Regions from separate parts of the Rattus norvegicus genome. Here region 2 is linked to region 1. Evidence: chromatin contacts called from public Hi-C data. All regions are on one chromosome and are shown on one strand. The core of a region is the stretch at or near the end of the contact, and the rest is flanking DNA. Distances in the headings are between cores, read along the strand shown. Region 1 holds the start of Thap1 (THAP domain containing 1). Region 2 overlaps Hook3 (hook microtubule-tethering protein 3).

Region 1 (4,543 bases), core at 32-2,531:
ACAGAGAAAACACCAGCATACAACTCTTACTTTCTAACAAACACTTTTAAACAAAAACACTAGCTCCCCAAATCCCTGAGGGAACATTTTGAAATTTGTTTCTGTAATTGTTTTCCCTATAGACAGTTTGGATAATTTTCCAGTGGGTCTGATTTCTTAGCTATTCTCTGCATACAGTCAGGAATTCTTCCAAAACCTAACATAAAACTTGTAATAACGAATTTAGCTGCCTAAAAGTATGTCACATTTTGTGGACCGTTAGCATTGCTAATAATCACCATCAGTAACGTTAATTCTATTGCCTTCTTCTTTCAAGAGAGTATTTTTCATCCTGGATTCTTGCTTGCTGCACACACAAGAACAAGGCCTGACAGCTGTGGGGGAAAGCTAACATTAGTTCCATCAACCTTTCCCAGGGCATCTGAGTAAAGTGAATGCTATCGTTTCATTACTACCGTGTGTTGAAAGACTGGGGCTCATCTTGGCAATACCAAGAGTCACCTCTAAAACCCACAGATCCTTAAAGCTTGGTTCTTTGAAACCAGGTCTAAAAGTCCTGGTCAGATGTCAACACTCAGCTATCCTGCTTCCCTCCTAACAGCAGCAGCGAGGTCAGAAGCCAGGTCTCCCTCCCATGCTTTTCTAGTTCCAGTTTATCCCTATGGGACATTTCCACGGCTTGGCTTGGGACGAAATCCGGAGGGCAGCGAGAGGCTTCCAGGCGTCCATCGCTTGCTCGCCAGAAACCCTCCACGAGCGCAAAGGCGCGGCCGCAGCCTCAGCAGAGCCCAGCCAACGGAGGCGGCGCGCGCCGGGAACGCGCAGCCATGGGTCCCCGCCCCCGCCGGCCAGCCCCGTCTGCCGCCCGAGCCCGCCGGCCGCCCCGCCTCCTCCAGGTCTCGCGCGGCCACGCGCCGGGCTCCGCCTCCACCCGCCCGCGCGCCCCTGCCGCGGCCGCGGAGCACGCCAGTTACCTACTTGTGGAAGGAGACGGGCTTGTCCTTATCGTACCGGTTCTTGCAGCCGTAGGCGGAACAGGACTGCACCATCCTTCTGGCCCTCCACACTTCCCCTCTGCCCGGGAGGCAGGTGAAGGGGCCGTCGGTGCCGCCGCGCTCGGCTTTGATACGGTCGCCGCTTTCGGTGGCTTTGGTTAGCAGTTATGGGGACGATTACCTCACCGTGGGGGGTGACCACCCGGTCCGTTGTGGTGTTTGCTTTAGCAGAAAGACAACAGCTGTCGCTCGTCTCCCATCTTCAAGATGGCGGAGGCAGCTTCAACCTCACCTCTCGCGAGGAGTTCGCTCGCAGGCTCTGATTAGCCGAAGGTAACGTTCCCAGGGAAGCTGACCATTGGTTAGGGCGAGGCGTGCCTGGGGGGCGTGGTCAGCAGTGCGGAAGTGGGTGGGTCCTCTGCGCCTTGGCCGGAAGAAAGCGCGTTTGTTTGGGAGCCTTGCTTTAGTCTCTTGTAGGGTCTTGTATTGGTGAGTGTGGTAAACTTAATTCAATTTAAACCGCCTGTTGGACCCAGAAGCGTAAAGGGAAGGTGGGAAAGCTCGTCCCTGGTCACATGTAATTTTTAAAAAGGGCGGCTGCGGAGGTGTGATTTATACAAATCTGTGTTCCACGTTCAGAATCCAGATGGCCGTCTACTTAAAGAGCGAGTACAGACGTGCATTTCATTTCTTCTAAGCTGAGAATCAAAAGCACTTATTTTTTAAAATTTATTTTATATTTGTGAGTACACTGTCGCTGTCTTCCGACTCACCAGAAGAGGGCAGCGGATCCCACTGCAGATGGCTGTGAGCCACATGCGGTTGCTAGGAATTGAACTCAGGACCTCTGGAAGAGCAGTCAGTGCTCTTAACCGCTGAGCCGTTTCTCCAGCTTGGAACGTTGTTACCTTTGCGTTCTGTCTGTGCTGGAAATTGCGAGCTGTTGCAGCTATTTTTCATGCTAGAGAGAAGTGTTACATGCTTGACCTTCTGTAGTTTTGAGTCTGGGGCGCGTGTGCCCGACATCATTGTAGACCTTTGACTCTTGAGCCCGCATACCATCCTTTACTAGCCCCTCTAACTTCAGCACACATGGACTTGCCTTCTGAGTCACCATGTATGTGGTTTAATGCATTTGCCGGCTACTTAAATCTGGAACCCTGGTATCAATGAGATCAATCAAACAAACAAAACCAGGACTTAACTCAGTGGTAAAGAGCATTTGTTGCTCTTGCAGAGGACCCAGATTCGGTTCCCAGCACCCACAAGGCAGTTCACACCATCTATAACTTTAGGCAAATGGGCACCAAGCACACATGTAGGTCAGAGGACGGCCTGTGGGAGTGGATTCTCTTCCTTCCACCCTGTGGGCTTCCAGGGACCCAACTCCCATTAGTCTTGGTTCCCAGTGTTTTTATCAGCTGCTCCTAGGATTTCTCCCCCTTCCTCAAGACTTAGGTTAATCTCATAGAGTAAAACTAGTACCTCTTGGTTATTCTCTCACCAGCAATCTTGAATTCAAGTACTCAGTCTCCTACTCAACTTTTTGTCAGTCCTAGTCTCCAGCCTTCTCTCTGTCCCTCGTAAAAACACTGCCAGTTCCTTGCTTATAAAACTTAGACTTCAGAGTCTACCTCTGGAGTGAGTAAAATCCAAATTGCTTATGGTGGCTGCATAGGCAGCAGGTACTCTGTGTTTTTACCATCCTGCCCTGCTTGTCCTTCAACTCCTTTAACTGCTCAAATACAGAGTTTTGCTTGGCCTGGGATGCCCATCCCCTGACCTCCCCATGTATCCTTAAGATGAATCTTATGTGTTATGTCTGCTTCCCTTACCTTCCCCAAGTAAGGCTTTACCTTTCTGGACTTCTCTCTGCAGTTACGTGCTTATGTAATTATATCTGTGTCGAATCTGAACTAGGGTGCTCTGGAGGCTGGCAGCATCTTACTGAACCCAGTTGCCTCAGCAGCACTGTCACAAATTATTTAGGAAACATTGAATTGAATGGACCTAGAAACCTTATCTAAATTAGTTTCATGATAGTAGCTGTGTACCAGGAACACCAGAACAGTGGCTTGTTAACATTTTAAAAGGTATTGATGCTAGGTTCTCTAGTCCACTGTAAAGAAAAGAAATCAAGATAGGGTTAACAGATGGTATCCCAAAAATAATTTACTTAGTTACCTTAAACTCTAGACACATCAACTGGCTTAATAAGTATTTATTGAAAATCTGTTACAAACTTCTAAGGAACTATATATTAGTGAAGATGGGTGGTATACTGGTCTACCTCACTTTACCAAGCTAGTGTTTTATAGTGAGAAGAAGGAGAGTCACAGAAATATTAAAAGTGCTGGAGGAAGATGCAGATTTTAAAGATGAGGCTAGGACTGGCCTGCTAGAGGAAGTAACTGCTGAAAGATTTCGAAGGGCGATTTTACTGTGAGGACATCTTCTGTGCCTGGTGCCATGAGGAATGGTGAAACCCACCTCCCAAGGCTTGGTGCCTTCAGTCTGCTCAAAGAAAAGCAGAAGTGAGTTAGAGTTCCTGAGTGCAGTGGCTTGGGGGACAAGTAAGAGATGAGGTTACAGAGGAAAGCAGAAGTTAAGAGCCTAAGGAGTTCTGTAGGCTGATGTAAGCTATTTTACTCTAAAATGGAGAATAAGTTTTACTGGTTTACTATGCTGAGATTATTGTACTGAGCAACGTCCTATCTCCACAGTCCGCTCTGAAGCAGAGGGTGATACAGTTTTAAATACACTCTTCAGGCTCAGGCTTGGTAGCACACTCTTGTGATCTCAGGCTTCACAAAGGAAAGGCAAGAATTTGCTGAGTTTGAGGACAGCCTGATCGTAGAGAATTCTAGCCAACCAAGGCATACAAAGTCAAAACCTATCTAAAAAATAAATTCTGCTATGTTGAGATGGGAGTAGGGATGTGAGATATGAAGTAGGCAGTTTAGGATTTCTCTCTTTCATTTGTTAATTTTAATATTATGCACCCGTGTGGAGTTAGCATGGTATGAAGAGAACTGTATGAGGCATGTTGGCCATCTTCATGGAGCTCATTCTATAAAGGGGAAGGTAGAATAAAAGTGTGAATTATACTGAGGTTCCCGAATAAGGATGATTGAGAGAAAACTCCCTCCATGCTTTAATTAGAGTAGGTATCCCATGCAAGAAATTGCATTGTTCATGAGAGGGTGGAATGGATGACAGTGAGGAAGATCATTCCAGACACTGGGAATGTATGTTTAAGCACCAACCTTGAAAGGACAGCCAGTAGAAGAGGTCCAGGCCCTGGTAGTGGAGCCCAGTTAGGAAAAGGACAGGAAGTAAAGACTGAAGGAGTCAAGTACTAGTATGGATGAAGTTCAGTGGCCACTGAACCACTTTAGGCACTAGTATTTTAAAAAGGTAATTCTACTGCAGAAGGACAACAACTCAAAAGACAAACCAGTTAAGAGGCTGTTGCTAGTGAGCAAAGAGATGGTAGCTTGTGTGAAGGTGGCAGCATAAGAAGCCAGGAGTGGTAAGATTCAGGATGT
Region 2 (4,958 bases), core at 867-3,366, 87 kb after region 1:
ATTTATTTTATCAAAAAATTTTTTCATATATTTTTGATCATGATTTCTTCTCTCCCAACTCCTCTCATCTCCTCATCTCTTCACCCAACTCCTCCTTTCTTTCTTTCCATAAAAGCAAAAAAAAAAAAAAAAGAATAAAAAAAATAAAAACAAGAAACACACAACTGAAATTCATAGATATAAGATGAACAGCCATAACATACAGGGAAAAAAACCAAGTAAGACGAAAAAATTTGTCCCAAAAAGCAATGAGGCAAGAGGTCTACACCAATATCATTGAGTTCATTTTATATTAGCTATCTAGTGTTGGGCATGGGGCCTGCCTTTTGGTATGCTTTAATATACCCAGTGAGACCATTGGAGAAAACGAATTTTTCCACTTTAAAATGTCACTTCTTAGGTGGCATTTATGGGGTGAGTCATACTTATTCTATCAACTATACTTATTCATATCAACTATAAATTGGTAAAACTTCTAATTAGACTTAGATAAATTAGTAAGTGTGCAGATATTAGAAAAAGTACAGTGTTTTTATGACTCCAAGGTCACATATTTGTGGCATTGTTGAAGTTACTTGAAGACCAGCTTTGATATGGAGGTAATATTTTTTTTTAATTTTTAGGTTTTTTTAAACTCTTTTGTAAAATATGACTTATTTATATGGGGATCACCCCTTCAAAATATATTCAGACTTACTGTACATAAAGTAGATAAATTATTTTTGCTTTGAGGGGGTGCTTCCATATATTTATGTGTGCACATGCACATGGGTGTGTGCCTCTCAGCATATGCACACAGAGCCAGAAAAGGACATTGGCTGTCATCCTCCCCATCCTCCACTTCATTCTTTGTGGCCTGTAAACTTGACTCCCTATCTGGGCTATGGGTGGCTAGTGAACTCCTGAAATCTGCTTGTCTTTGCCCCCAGTTCTGGGGTTACACGAGGTACAGCCATTCCCATCTGTCATTTGGGTGATAGATACTTATTAATCTGATACATTATGGATGAGAGCCACAGAACCAGACAAAACAGACACAAAGCTTGCTTTCATAGGACTTGAATGGAGGAGGAAAAGCAGCATTACCCCGTAGCACAAGTAATTACAGAGTTACGGTGAGTGCTCCAAAGGTGGGATGGAGTGGGAGAGTCTAGACGTGGTGTAGGGAAGTTATTCAAGTAAAGCTGGGAAGGACAGTGAGTTAAGACTTACTCAGAGTAAGAAAGACTCAAGTTATATCCCCTCAAAACTGTAGTTATAGTCTGGTAAAGAGAGAATTGAGAGAAGTATTGCAAGAGAATAGGAAATGAAAGACTATTCAAAATTATAAATAGTATTCTGCAATTATTTTAACTTGAAGTTCAGTTCTTATCTTTTATTTATTTATTTTTATTTTTTAGTTCAAAGGTCCCCAACCCCTATTCACACTATTTTCTTCCACATCTCGTAATGAAAAACAAGTTTACATTTATTTGGTTTTGTACTTTTTTCATATTCTAATACTGAATAAGTTTAGACTTTTGGGACTTTTCCCTCAGCTCACTAGCTGACTCCCACTCTTTAGATTGCTTTACTTTTCTTAAACTGTCTATATTTCTTTAAAAAAATTTTTTTTCTGATGATGGCACATCGATCACCCCAAAGCCATCATTGGTTCATGGTACGCTAGCTGTGCTGTGTCCAGAAAAGAGCACATCACAGCGCCCCTTCCCACCGTCTAGTGCTTACATTCTTTCTTGCCCCCTCTTCCACAGGGTTCCTGGAGCCTTGGAGGGGTCATGCCAGCCTCATTTTAGGACTGAGCACTCACTCATCAGTCACCAGTTATGAGTCTCTGTGTTAATCATTGCCCACTGAAAACAGAAACTGTTGTGACCAAGAATGAGAACAGCACTAATCTATATGTATAAGGATGAAGATTTAGAAGACTACATAACAAAACAACAGTAGTAAAGTCCCTCCATCCAAGGACTAGATGACCTCCCTTTTGACCAGATTTATAATACCAAGTATGATTTTTTCCTGTGGAGCAGGTCTAAAATCCAGGTAGAAAGTGATTGATTACTCCAGTAACACTCTGGCCACTACTGCACTGTGGTCACATCTTGTCTAGCAAGCTGATACTTTTAGCAGAGTTCACAGCTGGGTAAACAGTTGGTGACTAATATCCCATAGTGCACTGTACAGCACATTCCAGCATTATAAATGCTAGCTGGTAAAGAAGAAGGAAGCTTCCAGTTGAACAGGCTTTTTAATCTCTCATTTACCCACATTTGGGGTATCATCTGGTTTCAGGAATACAGTAGAGTTAAGAATCATGTAATCAAGTTTCTAAATTGTTAATCATTAACTGTCGCTGTGAATGTGCACTATGGGTCGATAGATTAGGAGGCTCTGAAGTGCTTCAGTGCTTCCTACCTACCTACCTGTGGATGAGGTATGCTCTGCCTTTGTCCTTATCCCCAAAGTGTCTTCACTGTAAAGACTAAGTGAAACTGTGTTTTACATTTGCTCTCTGTTCAGCCATTCTTCTAAGTTGGAAGAAGTTAAAAGCAATTGGTGAGAGCCTAATTGTGCATTCATTTGTCTTTGCTGACCTCTAATTGGGGCAAATAAAGTAGGGGTAAGATTTAAAAGGCAGAGATTAATAGTAGAAGGCACACTGACAATAACATTGCTAACCCTTGTGTTCTGGGTTTGCTAGCAGAAGTGAGGGAAGACTGTAGGGTTTTTGGCAGGGGCAGGGGGCGGGGGCCACAACACATGCTGCAAAGTGCATGTGGAGATCTCAGTGGACAACTCGGGAAGTCAGAGGATCCTGGGATCAAAATCCAGTCATCGGGCTTGTTGGAAAGCACCTTTACTCACTGGCCATCTCACCATCCTATCAGGCAACACCATGGTGTCTGCCTTCAGTCTACTATTCTATTAAGCAGTAACAGAACAAAAAATACCTGTTATAGATTAGAAGGCTGAGACTTATAGATAGTATGGGATTTACCTTCCTTGTGATGAATGGGCTAGATATAGAAAAAAAATTATTTCTTCACCCTTTAAGCTTTGTATTCTTCATATTAAACTATACTAAACATTTTGAACAGATAAAATTGAGGGCAAACTCCCTTAACGTAGTGTGGTTCATTCTCCAGCATTGCTTCATGGGTGTGTACCAAATAATCCCACATAATTGAATTTTTAACTTTACGGTTTGAAAGTAGTACACGTTAATTTAGCTGTCATCACCATTTTCTCCTTTAGTACTTTACGGTGTTCGCGGGGAAGGGCCTTGACGTGGCAACACCGCTTCTTAACTAACGCTTCCCCTCTCGTACCTACTAATGTCCTGACCTCTTTTGCTGTTACCTCCTTCATTTCTAGTAGTTGCCATAAGCCTCCCTCCCCATAGCAACGCCACTGCTTCTTCTCTTCCATGCTCATTCATACGCTTTAATTTTGAGGACTTGTCAATCATCCTAGATGTGCTGGCTCTTGTTTTTGATGTCATAATATCACAATGGTGGCGTTAAAATATTTAAAACAACACACACACACACACACCCATGTTATCTGCTGGGCAGAAGAATCCAGTAGATGAATCTAATGACAATGCATATACATTCATAAGTACAACACTACAGGTACCTGCCATTAAGTCACTTCTGTCATCAATTGTTGTGTTTGGAAAAGATGAAAACTATAGCAGGGCCTTGTCAGAGGAAACAGACACTGCTTCCAATCTGACTTTACTCTTGGCTGAGACCCTCCTAGCTTGGGAGTGGTGAGCATGAAGCTGGTGGGCTTTCTGCTTCCCATGTAGCGATGTAGGACAGTATTTTAAAGCCTGGAACTATATAGTTATTCGATTACAGGTTCAGTGTGTATCTTAAATTCATTTTAGTTATTTATGTTCTATATAGTAAACAAAATTAAGGTAAGAATTTATACAACTTAGTGCTTTGATCATGTAAGGATAAAACCAGAATATTTTTACCCTGTAACTAAGAAGCATCTAAAGGATAGCTTTAGAGTGCTGAAAAGTGATGAGGTTCTTTTTGCCGTTATTTTTGGGTCTCACTATTTCGCTGATTCAGTCTGGTATGTACGGGTGCTGAAGCTGTGTTCCCCGACCTTCACCTATACCTCAGCGTTAACAGCAGACAGTGAGCAGAGCCAAGTGTGGTAGTAACTCAGAGGACACCCTGAAGGGTTAAGACAGGAAGGTCACAAGTTCAAGGCTGATTTAGGATTCAAAGTGCATTGGGGGGAGCTAACAAGATCCAGATTCAAGCAAATGAATAAATGTCAGACAAGACTTTGGAACAAAGTTAAAATTTGGTTTTCAGTCTTTGCCTACCTATGGCACATATTTGGGGCAGAGAAGCCATGAGAAGGGGATTCTCAAAACGGAAAACTGATTGTGATAATTTATAAAGCACTAGCCTTCAGCTTCTTGGCAATCTGTTAACCTGGACAGTGACATCCCAGGTTATTCTTGTTTTCAGAGTACATTCAAGCCATTATGATGATGGAGGAGTCTGTTCAGCATGTCGTCATGACAGCCATCCAAGAGGTATGTTGATTGGAGCTTTGCACTTTATAGCTTGTAACTAATGGAGAAACTAGTTCACACAAGAGAACTAGCAACCTTAAAAATAATTTTATTTTTTTATTGTGTATACACTATATCCTAGTTAAGTTTTTAAGTTCATCGTGTCTGTTATGTGCATATTGATTTTATTTATTTAGCAAATTCTTAGTTCAAACCCAAAGTACAGCAGCAACTAGGGATACAGTTGTGAAAAGATGTTAGAGTTCTCGGATAAAATGTGTGTCTCCCTCTCAGAGTCTCAGAGAGGAAAGGATTAAACAAGAATTCACAGTTGTAAAACTCTCATCAAAGGGGAAATGCAGGACCATATGAAGTAACAGCGTTCCTGGAGACATTAAATAAGGCCACC

What was found. Hi-C and Micro-C count contacts between places; a contact is called where the count stands out from the background.
Region 2: a contact with region 1 is called in a Hi-C map of liver, with 2.7 times the contacts expected there. The contact joins the enhancer-like site here to the promoter of Thap1 in region 1. A contact is called at or near these places in 3 of 12 Hi-C or Micro-C datasets (hepatocytes, kidney and liver).

What each region holds. Positions count from the first base shown.
Region 1 is chr16:72,611,409-72,615,951 of GRCr8, forward strand. It overlaps Thap1 (THAP domain containing 1), which reads right to left and starts at 1,282. Exons shown (of 3, transcript NM_001008340.1): 1 at 979-1,282. The coding sequence starts at 1,049. LOC134482515 (a long non-coding RNA gene) reads left to right here and starts at 926. Exons shown (of 2, transcript XR_010058735.1): 1 at 926-1,328.
Region 2 is chr16:72,698,060-72,703,017 of GRCr8, forward strand. Hook3 (hook microtubule-tethering protein 3) reads left to right here. Exons shown (of 22, transcript NM_001136098.1): 6 at 4,503-4,570. Among named protein-coding and RNA genes, the nearest start is that of Hook3, 43 kb to the left of the region's middle. Within about 2 kb of position 2,117, at least 2 of the 93 cell types and tissues checked have an H3K27ac peak or open chromatin away from gene starts, as enhancers often do. A contact at or near this core is called in liver, where this site is marked.